Linked DNA regions of Oryctolagus cuniculus: region 2 is linked to region 1. Evidence: chromatin contacts called from public Hi-C data. All regions are on one chromosome and are shown on one strand. The core of a region is the stretch at or near the end of the contact, and the rest is flanking DNA. Distances in the headings are between cores, read along the strand shown. Region 1 has its middle 13 kb from the start of KRBOX1. Region 2 has its middle 9.0 kb from the start of CCDC13.

Region 1 (3,426 bases), core at 362-2,861:
TATAAGGAGGCAGGAGGGAAGGAGGTCACAAGACAAGACACTAGAGGGATCTTGTGCGCTGCCTCCTGGCCAGAGTAGGGTTTGTGGGATCCAGGGCAGAGGGACAGGGTCTATGGTGAGCACAGTAGCCCAATCTGTTCCCTAGCCTGGCACAGAAGCAAGTGGATAAAGTCCTCAGTCATCAGAGGGCTTCGGATGCTGCTGAGTCACACTGTGCTTTGATATATGGGGCTGATGGCCACCATGGAGACAGGATGATGATGACTCAGCAGAGACCCACACGGGCAGATGCCACCAAGAACCAGGTGGCACCATGCTCTCTTGGGCCCAGGCTCTGATTAGATTTCCTGGCACAGAGGCAATTCTGGGAGAAGGGCAACTTTTCCAGTTACTATGATTTCGTTTCCAATGTTCTATAGAATGGGATCTCAGACCAGAAAAACGACGACCATGTTTTCTTGTGTACTTGGGTTGAGACACTTTCAGAATCCACTGTCCTAGCTTCTGAGGCAGGAGCTGTCAGTGGCCCTCCTGACCCTTACCTTCACCTGTGCAGTACACATGGCTGGCTTCACGATGCCAGGGTCCACAGTGCGTCATACGTGGCCTTGCCATGACTAACCACACTCCTGCCCACCTGTGCCACAAGCCAGCAGTTCTGAGAAACAGTGCTCCCTGTGCTCTTCCCCAGGAGCCCTCTGCCAGTGGCAGAGGTCAGCTGGTGGGTCAATCCCACCCCATCTTGCTCCTCAGGTGGAACAGCTCTGGGGCGTGTGGTCTATACCGGCTCCCCAGTTTTCTCCAATGCGGTTAAGCACCACCCACCCGCAGGTAGGATTTGACAATGTGTCCCTCACTGGTGTCTTCCTCTCTTGGACCTCTCTTCCAACTTTCCTGACTGTGTCTCCTCTGTGTCTCAAAGAAAATATTAGTGGAATCACATGACATTGGCCTTTTTCTGTCATATAAAAGTAATGATTTTGTATAGCATGACCTAACACCAACACTCAAATATTTGTCCCCCTGGGGCAATACTCTCCATACTCTACCCAAACACTGTCCCCTCAAGTCAGCACCCAGCCAGCCCCAGAGTGAGTCCACAGGAAGATACTGCTTTCCATTCACTGGAGCTCCTGGGATACACAGAGGGCCCCGGCTCTGCATCCCCTGCTTCCCAGCATGCAGAGTCCGGGAAAGGAGGGCGGGAGACGCCACGGATGCTCCCCCAGGAGGGAGCAGTGCCCCACCCAGATCTCACTGGGAAACGTGGCCAAAACAAGAGGAAATCATGAGATAAGGAAATGCTGTGACTGGAAAATGGATGGATGGAATGTTTGGAAGCAGAAGCTAGGGTGTGGCCTTGACGTCTGGAAAAGGGAACAACGAGTGACTGTAACCAGCCCAGGGGCCTGTTTGGCCTGACTCCTCCAGTTCCGCTGAGATGAGGGGCTCTGGGGTCTGCATAAACAGGCTCAGGAGCACCTGGACTGAGTCAGAGCCCTGGGCATCAATACAACACTTCACCATCTCCATTAGACACTGGCAGGTTCACTCTGTACCACTCTGCCAGCCAGCCCAGAGGGGCAGAATTTGAGGAAGGCAGGCCTGCTTCCACCTGGAAGACAGTTACCTGGCAGTCCACTGTACTCATATGCACTCCTGAGAAAGAAGGTTTCACAAAATAATGGGAGGGGGTCCTCAAAACACTCATGGAAAAATGGAATTGAAAATAAGTCTGGGACCGGCGCTGTGGCATAGTGGGTAAAGCCGCCACCTGCAGTGCTGGCATCCCATATGGGTGCTGGTTGGAGTCCTGGCTGCTCCACTTCCGATTCAGCTCTCTGCTATGGCCTGGGAAAGCACCCATGTGGGAGGCCCCTGCACCCATGTGGGAGACCAAGAAGCTCCTGACTACTGGCTTTGGAGCCGCACAGCTCCTGCCATTGTGGCCATTTGGGGAATGAACCGGCAGATGGACGACCCCCTCCTTCTGCCCCTCTGTAAATCTGCCTTTCAAATAAATAAATAAATCTTTAAAAAAAAAAAGAAAGCTAATTTTATTTTGATGCAAAAAATTTTGAGATCTGCATAATGACCCCATGACCAGCAAGACACTTCTGGTATTTTCTATTCTTTCTGTTTCAGATTTTTTTAAATGTTGGACACAGCCCATTAACTGATTTCATTGCTTGCTTCTGGGTGGTGACCTGCAGTTTGAAAGATTGCCCTTGAGTATATCCAGAAATAAAGGGGTGTGGACAGTATTTCTGGGCTTTTCCCAAACATTGTGTATTTGTCACTAGCTGCTGTGTTCCATTCAGGGTTTCAGGGACTTCTGTCCTGAGCCAGGAGAACCTTGAAAATTCTACAAAGTGAAGGTAGTTCCTGTCTCCTAATCCATTGATGCAAACTAGGCACTGCTACCACCTCCATGTGTCTGGCACACTCCATCCCACCAGTACTATGGGTTAGAGTAGGAATGCACTCTCTGATCAGTTTGTCACTTTTAAAAGTACTTACTTATTTATCTGAGAGAGAGAGAGAGAGAGAGAGAGAAAGAAAGAGATAACTCCCATCTACTGGATCATTCCCCAAATGCCTACAAGAGCCCCTAGCTGAGCCAGGGCGAAGTCAGGAGCCAGGGACTCAGGCCAGGTCTCCCACGTGGGTGGTAGGAATCCAATCACCTGAGCCATCATAGCCTTCCAGGGTCTGCATTAGCAGGAACCTGGAGTCAAGAGCCAGGGCTGGGAACTGAATCAGGTACTCAGATACAGGAGACGGACCTCTTAACTACTAGGCTAGACACCCAAACCAACTCATCACTCTTTAACGCTATATACTCACTCCAGCCTTATCACCTGGAGTCATATTGGTAAAACCACAGGTCAGATGTTGTTTCCCCATGCAAAACAAAAGAAAAACATGAGGATCAAAATAAAACACAAGCCTGTCTGTACTCTACATCAAGTTGTCGAATCAGCAGCCCTGCCTGCCCTGTTCCTTGCACAAGTAAACAACCCAGTCTCTGCACAGCTCCAGTGGCCCCTAGGCCCCAAAAAGTCCCTCCTGCCAGCCCCATCATCCCAGCTCAGAACCCAGCTCTGCACAGCAACCCCCTGAAGTGTCAGGGTCACCTCTGTTTTACAAGTGAAGAACTGAGGCACAGCGGGCTCAGGGAGACCTGCCCCAAGTCCCACAGCTAAGAAGGGGTAGAGGCAGGTTTTGAACCAGGTCATCTGACGACAGAGCCTGTGTGTGCTTTACTCGCCTTACTGCCTCCCTCTGCAGCTGCCACCCCCAGTCGACCCTGGTGCTGCCTCTTAGAGGACAACTTCCCGTGGAATTCCTCTTCCTCTGTTCCCAAACCACTCACATCTTGCCAATTTATTTCATCTGGAGGGCCTCCACCAGGAGGCATGGAAA
Region 2 (3,426 bases), core at 357-2,856, 53 kb after region 1:
ACAGTTATAAAACTATGAAATTAGACTTGGACTAGGTAACTTCGGTGGTCCTCACTGAACGATACATCACTGTGTAGCTTTATGTGAAAGTGCTTTCAAAATACATCTATGAGGCCAGCACGGTGGCACACGCAGCGGTTAAGCCTCCGCTTGTGATGCTGGCATCCCACACAAGCAGATTTGAGTCACGGCTGCTCCACTTCTGATCTGGGTTCCTACTACTGTGCCTGAGAAAGCAGCAAAAGATACCCCAAATACTTGGGCCACTGCCACCCACATAGGAGACCTGGATGGAGTTCCAGGTGCCTGGCCCAGCCCTGGCCATTGTGGCCATTTGGGGAGTGAACCAGCAGGTGGAAGATCTGTAACTGTCTTTCAAATAAAACATACATTATATTACGAAGGAGTATTTTCTCAGCTTTGAATGGATATAAAATGCATTTAGGCAATACTAACAATTGTTTGTTTCTTAAAAAAAAAAAAAAGTTTATTTGAAAGTTACAAAGAGGTAGAGCTAGAGAGAGTGAAAGGTCTTCCATCCGCTGGTTCACTCCCCAAATGATCACAATGTCCAGAGCTGAGCTGACCCAAAGCCAGGAGCCAGGAGCTTCTTCTGGGTCTCCCACATGGGTGCAGGGGCCCAAGAGGTTGGGCCATCTTCTGCTTTCCCAGGCCATAGCAGAGCGCAGGATCAGAAGTGGTGTATCCGGGACTCAAACCTGCCCATATGGGATGCCAGCCCTGCAGGTTGGGGCTTTAACCCACTGCACCACAGCACTGGCCCCAACAATTGTTTCTTGAAGGATAAACTTTCTGTAGAGGAATGAATTTTAGAAATTTTCTTTTTTTTTTTTTTTTTTTTTTTTCCTTAAAGATTTCTTTGAAAGTCACAGTTACAATATGAGAGAAAGGAGAGTGAACCAGTGCTCCAGTAACAGCCAAAATAAGCCAAGGAATCTGCCTCAGTTAAAATTTGACATCCTATCTCAAAGTAGAACCACCTCCTCATGGAGACCTGTAGTCCTATCCCAGCCCATGATCCTGTTGAAGCCTGTATGTGGTATTCATCATGCTTTGTTGTCATCACTTAATGCCAGCCTTCCCTGCTGTATTCTAAGTAATCTAGAGATTTAAAGTGTATGGGAAGATTGCATAGGTCACACACTATGCCATTTTACATAAGGAACTTGAAGATCCTCGTTTTGATAGCCTGGAGTGGGGAGGGTGGTCCTGGAATCAATCCCCCTTCTGATGCAGAGGGATGACTAATGACTGCCTATTTTCTAGTCAGGAAGCAACCGTGACATCTGGTGGTGAGAGCTGGAATTTGACTCTGCACTTAACAAGCACCCTAATTAAACTTGTGTGTCAGAGTAAGAATTTTGGAGTGGCCCAATCCACTCCATAATAGGATTGGTCATGTAGGCCATGTCTCACACATGAGCAAATGCTGCTCAGAGCTTCAGGGACTTGAAAGTTAGGTTCTGGGGCCTGTGCTGTGGCATAGCAGGTAAAAGCCACTGCCTGCAGTACCAGCATCCCATAAGGGCACTGGTCTGAGTCCCAGCTGCTCCACTTCCAATCCAGTTCTCTGGCCTGGGAAAGCAAAAGAAGATGGCCCAAGTCCTTGGGCCCCTGTGCACGCATGTCAGAGACCTGGAAAAGCTCCAGGCTCCTGGCTTTGGATTGGCTCAGCTCCAGCAGTTGAAGCCATCTGGGGAGTGACCAGCAGATAGAAGGCCTTTCTCTGCCTCTGCCTCTGCAACTCTGCCTTTCAAATAAATAAATAGGGAAAAATTAGGATCTATCCCTATGTAAATCTACAGCCCATCACATCACAGCTCCTAAAGTAAAACTGAACAAATACAGTATTCACACAGTTCTCTGTGAAACAGTACAAATGCCAATTATTATTTTAAAACTTGGTTCTTTTTGAAAGCTTTTCCAATAGAATGGGAAAATTTGAAAGGGAATCTGAGCATTCAATTTTGACTGGACTGGCATTTTGTCAATGAATCATTTGCCAATACCAGCATTGCTCATGCAACCTGGTTTCATGTTTAGACAAAGGAAGCGTACTTTCTCTTTCATCACTGAAATGAAGCAAGAAAAAAAAAAAAGAATTTCAGTAAGACAAAAATTAGGGAACTTCCTCCTGGATTCATTAGTGATAAGTGGGTCTAGGGAACCAGTTGGTTCCCTCAGAGTAACCCAATAACACATTCTCTAGTGTTCTGACCTTCTTAGGTTGGTGTTAGCTCTTTTTCCTGTACCCAGTGGGACTCTGAAGTGTTTCAGAGTGACTGCAATTTTGCCATCACCTTTCAGTTCTTAATCTCACCTTGTCTATAAGCATATTTATTGTCTTCTCTGTCCCTTCCTAGCTGGCTCATTTCTGTCAGTGGTATCCCTATTCCAACCCCTGCCTGCCTCACCTGCTGGGCTCACACTCTTAGAGGTACCTTTCTTTCCTCACATTTTTTTTTTGTTGTTGTTGTTGTTGTTGTTGTTGTTGTTGTTGTCTCTTAAACGAATTACCAAATCTTATTAGGGTTGCATAAATAGAGTCTCTTGTTACCCAAATTTGCCCTGCCATTCCCTGTGGGCCAACACTAGGCCTTTCACTTTCTGTTGCTGCCACCTAGTGCTAGTCTTTATAAAACAGAAGCCAAGGATGTCCCCACAAAGGGACCTTGCTGTGGCGGTGGTAAATTAAATAGCAGTAAGTGCACAAGTCACTGGGGACCTACTCAACAGGGGAGAAACTCAGAATTACTGCATCAAGATACTGCATCCAAGTGCTCTGAAAAACCAATGTAAACCAAGAATGGGATTGAGAAATTGGGGGCGGAAATTAAGACATACTGCCAGCCCATCATGCTGAAGGCTTGGTGGGCAGCCAAGGTATACCTCATCCATCAAAGAGGTCCCTTGGAACTGAGGATTGATGAGTCTTGGCAGAACACTGAGTATTCTAATAAAGTCAACATACAATGAATGAGATCACCATATATACAAACACATTTAGACAAAATAGCTCTGTGGATAAAATAAAATTGACTACAACCAAAATGGTGTTACACTAAACCACAAAGTGTCCTGGGGGGAGTTCTAAAAGAGGCTAATGGCCGACAAAGCCCAAATCCATCAGAACTCCAGCAAGAAGGGCCTTGACCTTGGAGAAAGTGAACTATTTGTATTGGGGGAAGGGGGCCTTGATAGTGCAGTGGAATAATTTACTAAGGCTTAATCTTGGGTCAAAAATATCTCAAAGCAGCTTCTCTTTGTTGGCTCTGAACCCATGCTCCAATATCTTTGTGATGACTCGGTTTTTATGGGTGTGTGATTCTGGGAAGGGAGAGGCTCTGTATATGGGTCACAAACTCTGAATATAAACTAGTGGCTCAGTGTTCCTGGTTTACTTAT

The links. A called contact is a pair of places that touch in the nucleus more often than the background predicts.
Region 2: a Hi-C map of liver shows a contact between it and region 1, with 8 times the contacts expected there. The contact joins two enhancer-like sites. A contact is called at or near these places in 6 of 6 Hi-C or Micro-C datasets (ear pinna, embryonic fibroblasts, liver and 3 more).

Annotation. Positions count from the first base shown.
Region 1 is chr10:105,158,955-105,162,380 of mOryCun1.1, forward strand. No RefSeq gene overlaps it. Among named protein-coding and RNA genes, the nearest start is that of KRBOX1, 13 kb to the left of the region's middle. Within about 2 kb of position 1,612, at least 2 of the 8 cell types and tissues checked have an H3K27ac peak or open chromatin away from gene starts, as enhancers often do.
Region 2 is chr10:105,211,710-105,215,135 of mOryCun1.1, forward strand. No RefSeq gene overlaps it. Among named protein-coding and RNA genes, the nearest start is that of CCDC13, 9.0 kb to the right of the region's middle. Within about 2 kb of position 1,607, at least 1 of the 8 cell types and tissues checked has an H3K27ac peak or open chromatin away from gene starts, as enhancers often do.